Regions from separate parts of the Mus musculus genome. Here region 2 is linked to region 1. Evidence: chromatin contacts called from public HiChIP or PLAC-seq data. All regions are on one chromosome and are shown on one strand. Each heading gives the region's core, a stretch centred on a gene start, on an enhancer-like site or on the middle of the called end of the contact. The rest is flanking DNA. Distances are from core to core; before and after follow the strand shown.

The links. HiChIP or PLAC-seq counts read pairs in DNA pulled down with a chosen protein or histone mark.
Region 2: a FOXA1 HiChIP or PLAC-seq map of pancreatic cancer cells shows a contact between it and region 1. The contact joins two enhancer-like sites. A contact is called at or near these places in 3 of 39 promoter capture datasets (the 3T3-L1 cell line, embryonic stem cells and hippocampal neurons) and 1 of 115 datasets of contacts at active chromatin or transcription factors (pancreatic cancer cells).

What each region holds. Positions count from the first base shown.
Region 1 is chr9:99,698,381-99,703,588 of GRCm38.p6, forward strand. Cldn18 (claudin 18) reads right to left here. Exons shown (of 5, transcript NM_019815.3): 2 at 429-593. Among named protein-coding and RNA genes, the nearest start is that of Cldn18, 9.1 kb to the right of the region's middle. Within about 2 kb of position 3,046, at least 48 of the 459 cell types and tissues checked have an H3K27ac peak or open chromatin away from gene starts, as enhancers often do. A contact at or near this core is called in pancreatic cancer cells, where this site is marked.
Region 2 is chr9:100,580,228-100,585,435 of GRCm38.p6, forward strand. No RefSeq gene overlaps it. Among named protein-coding and RNA genes, the nearest start is that of Slc35g2, 12 kb to the left of the region's middle. Within about 2 kb of position 2,869, at least 93 of the 459 cell types and tissues checked have an H3K27ac peak or open chromatin away from gene starts, as enhancers often do. A contact at or near this core is called in pancreatic cancer cells, where this site is marked.

The DNA.
Region 1 (5,208 bases), core at 1,796-4,295:
GGAAGGATTCATGTGTGTGCACGCAGAAAGAGATGCTTCCACACACCTTGAGACCAAGTGCAAATAACCCAAGCATTTGGGAACTGATCTTTGGTTTATGGCAAGAGCTTTCCCCTTAAAACCACTTTCTAGAGTTTCACCTAGAAAATGCTTTTTAAGGGTCCAGGTCTATGTTTGCCTGTGACATTCTTATTATAGTGTTGGAGGCAGCTAAGAGGGTCCTTAGAGCTGGTTAGAATTCTGTGGAGTATAATTTGGCTTACACACACACACACACACACACACACACACACACACACACACTTAGATCTCGAATCCCAGTGTGAAACACCTTGAGCTCTGTTCAGTAGTGGGGAGGGACCACTTTTCTTCTATCAGGATAATTTGCTCTGACATTTGCAGGTGCAGGAGAGTGGGAGTCTGTTTACCGGAGATGATGAACAAGATCCCAGAAGTCAGAGTCATCTTGGCCTTGGCAGAGTCATCCATGCTACCAATGCGAATGCACTTCAGGGCGAAGATGGACACGAGGATACCGATGACCCCCAGAACAATGCCCACGATCATCAGGGCTCGTACAGCTTGCAGCATGGCTGTAGGAGAAGGGGCATGACACAGGCAGACCATCACTACACTGAGTAGGTTTTATGTCGGCAAAAACTCAGCAACCCCAATGAACCAGCGCGGACCCTTTGAGGACGTCAAGACCATAAACTGTTTTCTTTGACACTGTGCAAAAATGTGGAGTTGTGGGAAATGCCAAAAGGCATCACTTGTAACTCCTCTGAGGGATGAAAGATACGCTCAGAGATGCCCATAGAAGGAGAGAATTGTGGCTCAGTGCCGTTAAGAGAGCTCTGGGTATTTATTAGTATCATTTCAAAATTTTATAATCTGAGTCCAGAAAGGGAAAACATTTGTCTAACTTGATCAATAAATTATTTATCGAGTTGTCAGGAAACTCAAGTAACCCAAACATCATTCTACTTCTCTTTGCATAGGAACTGAAAGCAAATTGCAGAGAAACTCAGCACTAAGTCTGGCATGAGATAATCAAGGTAGCAAGAATATACCAGCAGTACTTTATTTTTTGTATATTAAGCCTTTCAACATGACCAGTTTATCAACGGTGTCCCTTTTCTGGAATCAATTGTTAGTGTAGGTCCTATTGGATCCTGTTTACCTCACCTCCAGATATGCCCAACTCAGTTTCCATTTTATTATTGGAAGACGGTAAATCACCTCAACAGTCACTCACCAAGACCCTCACACTGGGTATGGAACTTCAGTAGTGAACACTTTACAAAATATGGAGAGACATGCTGTTACTTAAGAGGGCTAAACGCTTTTTTTCCCCCTTGGGATCAAGGAGTTATCCTGACATCATTAAAAACCATATTTTGAAACTCATTCCTGTTGAGACTCTTAATTGAAATCAGGAGATTCTCAATTATGCAGGATATTTTCATTGGTGTTATTCTTTAAAGATCAATTGTTGGACAGTTTCCAAAGCATAATCATTGCTGAAGGTCTTTGCTGATGGGAGGGGATGTGACGTCATGGGATGCCACAACCACAGGAACCACATCCTACACTTCAATGTCAGAGGTCAGACAGAAAGATCTTTTTTCTCTTGTTTGAAACCATAGAAATTCTTTCCTAATTATCTAAGCACCAAATGCCCATTATAAACATCTCTGAGCTAGTAGGAACCTCCTAGAGTCTTTATCTCACTTCTTGTGGGAGGTGGGAAGATAGCCATCTGTAGCATCTTGATGAGTTATTTTTCTGGGAAATATTTCTTCTTAGAGAAGAGAAACAAAGCCCCACTGGTGTGTGTGTGTGTGTGTGTGTGTGTGTGTGTGTGTCTGATACTACTGTTTATTCCCTAGGCACCAAATCAGGAGCCAATTAGAGATGTATGGAGATGTCTAGGCCCTACAATGTTCTAACGATGAGGGGGTCACCTGAAAGAGATGTTATTCTTAGTATCAGATAGACCAGTTAATAATTTCCAGGTGAAATTCAAATTCAGGAGTAGAAAGAAACAGCAGAAAAACTTCCTGGTGGCCTTCTTACCATGGCTCTGGTGGCCTTCTTACTATGGCTCTGGTGGTCTCCTTATCATGGCTCTTGGATGGCTGAAATGAGATCCCACTGACTCTAGCTCAACAGTGCAGACCTCCATTTACCTTGTCCTAATTCTCCTCTCCCTCAGGAACTTGAGGTTGATTTTTAACTTTGCTTTTCTGCTGGGAGGAGTGTTCTGTAAGCCACTGTCACTAGCTGTGGTCCATTTCCAGTACAAGTTTTTGTGAGTTATCTGTCCGATCGTTTTTGGGAGAACTAAGAAGTTTGGCATCTTGAGGTTGCAGTTGGGTTCTGTGCTAGTGTAATTGGCAACTCCAGTGAGACACAAAGAACACATGAGTGTTGAAGGGGCGTTAAGACCTGTCTACTTGTAAAATATGGTTTAGCTCTTTCACTGTACCTGGAATACTGTGGTATTCCAGAGCCACGCCCAGTGGCTGAGAGCAAATACATTGTTCCTTTCCTTATCAATACATGCAAATGCATATTCATGCCATCTACTGGGGTATTTGTTTCTGTCTTTGTGTTTTTAGAGGCAGCACACACTGAATTATTGTAGCCATGAATTAATGATGCCTCGACATACTCGTCTATGAATTTGTTCATTCACCATGTTTTAGGGATTTTTCTTCTGCTTTCCTTTTGTTTAGAATTTCATCGTGTATCCAAGGATAGCCCTGGACTCACCAGGTAGTCCAGGTTGGCTTTGAATTCCCAGCAATTCTTCTACCTCAGCCTGCCAAATATTGGGATTCCAGAGAAACGACCTGCCTTCAAGCCTTTGGTGTTCAGAGATTGGCTATTTCCACAGTCCTGGGCCTTATATTTTTTTCTTACCTTGGGAATGCTCTGGCTGAATAAATGCCAGAGAACTTTGTAATAGTAACTCATGGAGTGAGTCTGGTTGTCTTTTGTACACACAGTTGAATGACACAGTGATTTTGTGGTTCAGAACTGTGACTCAGAGGACATTTGTAAGATAGCCCACACCCTCTGGAAATAAATATCCTCAGGCTGTTCTGCTTTTACATGTTACCATTGGGAAACTGGATGTTTGAGAAAAAAAGGACTGGAGACATCGCCCCTGTCTTGCTCCCACTGGCCTCTTAGAAGTTTTCAGTCTACCCAGGATCCTACTAAAAGTTAAAAAAAAAACTACTCTAGTTTTGATCTTTCAACTCCTAAGCTGCTAGAAAAATTACAACATAATTTATTCATATTGAGAAACACTGGGCCAAGCATCTGGTTAAGGTAACACAACCAGAATCAATCGAACAGAATCAACTGGGCGCCAGTGAACCAATCAAACCACCACATAGGACGAAGGTGGTCCTTCCCTTGATCCTATGGAAGTTGGAGCCCTGGGCAGATGGTTTGTGCCAGGTTTTCGGGTTCTTTCTTCTTGTTTGCTCTTTCTTGACCTGCAATGTGGGCAGGACGTGCTTTGAGTAAGGGTTCCAGCATGTCCCAGAGCCCCTTCTTATTTTTCTGAACCTCTTCGTTACTTTTGCCCCCTCTGCTCTATGGGGTTTGAAGGACTATAACATTGACTTGTGACTTGGGGTTTAGGAACCCAGGCTTGAATGGATGGATCGAGGCCTTCTCTGCTTAGAAACCCCTAGTGTGATGGAGGCAGGTGACAGGAAGTGGATGGACAAGTGCTGCACCATCTATAATGATCTTGGAGAGACAAGAAGATGATCTGAGCTCCCTTTTTAGCTTGAAGAGTCTACCTTCTGGAATCCAAATCCTTCTGCTTAGATAGAAACAGAAAAATTACACAGAACCGTAGGTTTTTCTTTTTCCACTGAGTCTCTTATTTGATATTTTGATCAAACGGCAAGGGCTTGTCAAATGATAAGGCGTGAGTCAGTAGGCTCTGTCCTCTGAGTCCCTGCACCAAAGGTGTGACACAACATTCTTCCCAGTGAATAATTTGCCTTATCAGCCAGAAGGGCGGGCAAGACTCTGGGCTGATAAAAGCAAACAGAAAGGTTGGGACTCAGAGTTCCCCTTTCTGTTGCAAAATCTCTCATTCCGAAGAGTCGCTGTGGATTGAGGGGTGAGGGGCACCAAGGTGTGGGGCTCAGTCCTGATTGCATCTGAGCATGCCCAGAATCTTCAGAGACATGACAATGGCCTTGCCTCATTCGGAGCCTGTCACTGGGTTGTTCCACAGTGTAAGACTTTTTAGAGTGAAGCATTGACAATGGTCCTGAGGGATACTCAAGGAGGAAAGCGTGCCCAGAGCTGTGAGCACTGAGCTGGTATCAGAGTACCTCTGTGAAGACAGTGGTTTGCTGAGAACCAAAGGCCCATGGATTGGGGCTTGGAGGAGCAGAGAGAGAACCCACAATTCCAGGCAGCTGGGTCTGCCTGACTGGAGACAGGAAGGGATAGAGGGGGATTCCACATGGGGAAGTCTGTGGCTGACCTCAGAGGGAAGTTTCAGAACAAAGCAGACCCGGGTTCTCCAAAGAGCCCAAGGAACCAATAGAAAGGCCCTCATGGTCTCCGAAATTCTGCCATCCTGCGATGACAGACGAGTGTCTCCAGGATAGTCATTTGACCCCAGGGATGCAAGTCCCTCCCTCAACTCTGGATCTTGAAATAAAGATGTCTCTTGCACAGAGATGTCACAAGGCCTGGGTACCACGTGGTATCTGCATCAAATTAAGCCAGGCTTGATAAATGTCAGTTCATTCTATTTCCCTAAAAGAGCCATCTCCACACGGCTTTGGCTTGTACAAGCTATGCATGAACATGCGATAAAACTAGCAAGACTATGTGATTGTGATGAGCAAAAGACAAAGGTGGCTGAGAAGAGGGAGGCTGGACCTAGTGGCAGCAGGGAGGGTTAAAGGACAGACAGAGTGGGGGACTGGGACACAGGATCTGGCAGTGGACAGATGAGTCAAATGCACTTAATCCCCAATACAATAGTTATAAATAGTATAAAGAGGTGGGGTTCGAAAGGAGGGTTCAATCTTATGAATGACAGAAGGTCTTATCTAAGGGGTTAGGGAAGTCTGGTTGTACCTTTTGTTCCTTCCTTCCCTTTCACTGTGTGAGAACTCAGCAAAAGGTAACTTCTGTCAGGAGGAAGCAGACCTGCTG
Region 2 (5,208 bases), core at 1,619-4,118, 880 kb after region 1:
TAGAACACTGCCATACCCTCACAAGAATCAGGAGTGTCAGCTCAGCCTCTACTCGGTTGAGCCACACTGTTCCTTCCCTTGGCTGCAGCTATCTCTTGGGTCCAGAACCACCACGGAGGCTCCCTTGCCCTGCATTTCCAAACATCGAGTAGAATCCACGTCCTTCTGCTTAGGCCTTCCGCGGGGTCTATCTTAGGCTTTATTGGATTTCTGCCGGAAAGTTAAGTGGCAATTCAAGAATCTGCTCGCTCTGCTCGCTCTGCTCTGAGCTTGTTCGTTCCCATTGCTCAATCCGTCCTTTGTCTCCGTCTCCTGTCTCCATTCAAGTGAAAGGCTGAGCTAATGTTTTCAAGTCTTAAAGCCACGCCTCTCCTCCAGTAGTCTGTAGATATCTGTCGATGACTCTGGAAAAGGTCACGCACACAGAAATGCCAAGACCAGGTTGTTAGGTTTTTCTTTTTCAATGATTGATTTTATTTTTTTAAATTGTGTTGGTGTGTTTATGTACACGAGTGCACGTGTCCACAGACGCCAGAAGAAGGTGTCAGATCCCCTAGAGCTGGAGTCCTACGTGGTCGCTTGCCAGCCAATGTGAGTGCGGGAACTGAACTCAGGTCCTCTGCCAGCGCAGTACATTATTTTACCTGCTGAGCCATCTCTTCGGCTCCTATATTCTTTTAAATTAAAGGAAATTTAGATGGATTTGAGCAATGGGGGGGGGGGGTGTGTAATCCCTGGTGTGAATGAATAGTCCAGACTTCAAGCCATATACTGTTCAGCTGTTGCAATTGTGGGAGCAAGGCTCAGTTTCTCCATTTGACTTCCACATTGTTGGTTCCAGTCTTGGCAGATCTCTCACCTTGAAATTCCAAGATGACTGCCGGAGACACCTGGATAGTGGTTCTCCTTGTTCCGGGGGAAGAAAGGATACATCTCCTCAGAGCCTGCCTGGTTGGACTTGTTCTTCTTGGTGTGGTCATTGCGCTGACTTAGGTCGTGTTCGGTACTTAACATAGATCAGTTTTCTCTCTAAGCAAAATACCGGAGATCGTCAGCTTAGTGGAAGGGAGGTTTTGGAGGGCTTCAGTCCATGGTCTTTACACCTTGTTGCCCCATGGGACCTGTGACAAAGCAGTAGCTCAAGGTAGAAACACATGATGGAGCAAAATTGTCTAGTAGGTGGGAACAAAAGAAGTGGAGCTGGTGTCCCATTATCCCTCTCAGGGGCATGCTTCTAATGGCAGGAAGGTCTCTCTGACTAGGCCTAACCTCTAAAGCATCTAACACCTAACTCCCTAAAGTACCAAGCTGAGTACACATCATTTTACACACGAGCGTGTGATCGAACTATCTGCTATGAGGAATGGGTCACTGGGCTAAGATCCATGGACGTATTGGATATCTTGGTGTTGTCTGCCCCTTTTCTGCATCATCTTGCCCTCCCTCCCATCATCCCTCCTTCCTCCCCTCCCGTCTTCCCTCTCCCTCTCCCTATTCCACCCCACCTCCTTCCATCCGTTTGCATTCTCTTGTCTTTGCAATTCTGGGAAGCTACCACTGCCCACCCCCAGGCCCCTCAGAACACTCTCCGAACCCAGCCAGCATCACTGGACTTCCAAAATGCATAGTGACTTTCTCTTTCCATTAATCCTCAAAGACTTCCTCTGTTTGAAATGCAAGGTGTAATTGCTCACGCTGGGTATTTAATATCATGCATAATAATGCATAATAACAACCACCAAGAGTGAGCTCTGTTTAAGCCTGGAGGTAGTTTACAAAGCACAGTAAGGATCTTTGGAGCCTGGCAAGCTGCCCACACAGCAGGTGGTGCTGGGCAGCGGCTCCTGAGCAGGGACCGAAGGCCTGAGTTCTATTGTTAGCTCTGCTGCTAGGTCGCCAGTGACTTTGAACAAAGCAATTAACCCCTATGGAACTGCCAGCTTCTGCCTTTAAATAGTACAGTGAAACCTGATCTAGGCTCTTCCCCACCCCAGCCTTCTAAAGGGTTCTGAGGCGTCCTTTGTTTCTAACAGTCCACTGAGGAAGGCTAAGTTACCAGTAAGGAGTTTTTATATTTTCTAGAGCAGAAACTCACTGGGTCACATGAATGGGGTAGAGCGGTAAGCACAGGCCCTGAGTGACCAGCATCCTGGAGGTCCTGAGCTGAGTCCAATTTAAGGAAAAACCTGAAGAGATGGCACAGTGGTTAGAGCACTTGCTGCTCTTCCAGGGAACCTAAGCATGGTACTCAATATCCACATGGTGGCTCATAACCACCTGTTAACTCCTGCTCTAGGGGATGCTTCTGGCCTCTGAGGGCACCTGAACACATATTCACTTACATATAAATAAGGAAAGAAAGAGAGAAAGAAAGAAAGAAAGAAAGAAAGAAAGAAAGAGAGAGAGAGAGAGAGAGAGAGAGAGAAGGGAGGGAGGGAGGGAGGGAGGGAGGGAGGGAAGAAGAAAGGAAGGAAGGAAGGAAGGAAGGAAGGAAGGAAGGAAGGAAGGAAAGAAGGAAGGAAGAAAGGAAGGAAGAAAGGAAGAAAGGAAAAAGTTATTTAATGGTACTTATCAAAAAATATGACTTTGTGCAGGGCCACTGTGGTTGGTAAGGGGAGCACTGTAATGAATGAAGTCTGTCCGTCTCTCTGTGTCTATCTGTCTGTGTCTGTCTGTGTCTCTCTCGGTCACTGCTTGTTGCACTACATAACCTAATCTGACATCAAACTGGCCGTCCTCTTATCTCAGCCTTTCACGTAAAGAAACCTTGGCTTATCTCCAGATCCAGAACCGGCAGTCTGTAGTCAAGGAGCAGGGCTGGGTTTGTGGATGGAAAATTACTGAGAGGGAAAACTCACTCATAAGAGGAGAGTCTGACCATGCTGACCTAACAGGGTTGTGGAAGGCAAGCTAATCTAGTCAAACATCACCTAGGAGACGGAGGAGGAGAATGAAGGGCCCAATCAGGTATTGAGGGAGATCAGATACCGGAATAAGGGCTTCCTGCTAAGCTGGCTTAGCAAGGTTCATTTAAATTATTTTTAATTTTACTTTCATGTGTATGCGTTCATGTGCCGTAGCATGGGTGTGGAAATCAGAGAACAACTTGCTGAAATCAGTTTTCTCCTTTTACCTTGTGGAACGCAAGGATCAAACGCAGACTGTAGGCTAGGCAGGCTGAGCGGTCTCACCGGCCCAGCAAGAGCCTTTACTAAAAAACGAAATTTCACAAACAGGATACAAATGGTTCCCAGGGAAGATTTAGGAGTCTGACTACTATTTGGCCAAGCAAAGAATCTTTGTCAGTCCTGAACCCCAGATGACAAATACACCTGCAAGCTGATACATAGTTAGATCGGAGAGCTCTTGTCTCTGTGAAGGCCTTGGCTCTGTACACAGAGATGGTGGGTCAGTCCTCCCATGCAACCCTACTTCTCCTGAAAAGCCCAAAGCTCAGTGCTATAAGCACGGGCACCTCTGTTAGTGAGGCAGAAGCAAAGGTTGAGATAAAAGGAGCAGGGACTGGGAGATGGGGGGTGGGAGGGGACTGTTCTTTTAGGCTTTCGGATCCCCAGGTGCCTTTCCCCTGTGCATTGAGCCAGTAATCCACCATCACCCCCATCCTACCCTTAGCAGCACACTGGTGTCTTCTCGGAATACAGAGATAAGATCTTTGGGAAAAAAAAAAACCTGGATGTGTTTGCTAGGAGACAAAGAGAGGGAGAACGCAGACTGAAAACGGAACTATGACGAGGTTCCCAAAGGCTCTTCTCAGCTCTCAGCATACTGGCAGCCAGACCTGAACTGTCTAAGAGACTAGAAGGTTCTCTGTGCATCCAGACAGCCCAAAATAAAGACCTTAAATTCTGACATAGAGATTTACTGGTGATTTCTTCTGCTAGGTACAGAGGAACCCACAGCGGACATGTCCCAGTGCATGCTGTCAGGATTTTCTATCAGCTCTGTAGCTCTCCCTGATCTTGGATATAAACACGGGCCAAAGATCACCGCTTTGCATCTGAGGACAGTTTTAGGAGGTCTAATTCAACAAATGAAGCTGACTCTGAGGAAACAGGTTGTCCTGAGGAGAAAGCAACTTCTTTAATCATAAACACTCCTTCAAGAGAAGGATTTTATTCAGGAGAGGAGGAAAATGATATTTATAATTGAGTATTCGGAGAGCAAAGAGACCCTTAACTGTTTGAAACATGTCTATGAAGCAAGCCCTCGGGAGGGGGAAACAGAAGGGTTAAAGGTTAATCTTTAAGCTCTTGGCAAGTTTGAGGCCAGACCGAGCTATAAGTGAAACTTTACCTTAAAAGATAAAAAAGAAGCCAGGGGTAGTGTAGTGGTGCACACCTTTAATCACAGCACTTGTGAGACAAAGGCAGGAGGATCTCTGAGTTCTAGGATAGCCTAGTCTATATAGTGAGTTCCAGGACAGTCAGAGCTACCTAGTAAGACCCTGTCTTGAAAATATATAGATATAATAATCAAAGTGTGACAGCAGTAGAAATTTTAAAATAACCTAGAAAGGTTAAGAATATTACGTAATATGAAACACAGGGTTAAAAAAATTAGGATATAAGGCTAAAAACCCAAGAAAAGTAGATCTGTGCACTAAGTCCGACACACAAATAAAATACAGAACGAAAAGCCCAGAGGAGAGAAAGAATCCTCAAGAAACATCCAAGAAGACATTGCAGAGTGTGAAGAGTGAAGGGCTCTAGCCCAGGCCCACATCATGGTGTATCTAGGGAAAGTTTTATGAGCTTCTAGAAAGAAAACAAACACAATCAAGACATACATTTATTTGTTTATTCTTTCTTTCTTTCTCTCTCCTTCTTTCTTTCTTTCTTTCTTTCTTTCTTTCTTTCTTTCTTTCTTTCTTTCTTTCTTTCTTTCTTTCTTTCTTTCTTCATTAATTCATTCATTTATGTGTGTGGCTGTCTTGCCTGCATGGTTATCTTTATACCACATGTGCACTGACTGCTCTCAGATGTCAGAAGAGGACATTGATGTCCTGGAACTGGAGTTATAGCCAGCTGTAAGCTCCCATGTGAGAGCTGGGAATTGAACCTATCTCCTCTGTAAGAGCAACAAGTGCTCTTAAGCTCTGACCCACCTTTCCAGCACCCCAAAACCGTTTTATTTTCTTACTTTTTTTTTTTTCGAGACAGGGTTTCTCTGTATAGCCCTGGCTGTCCT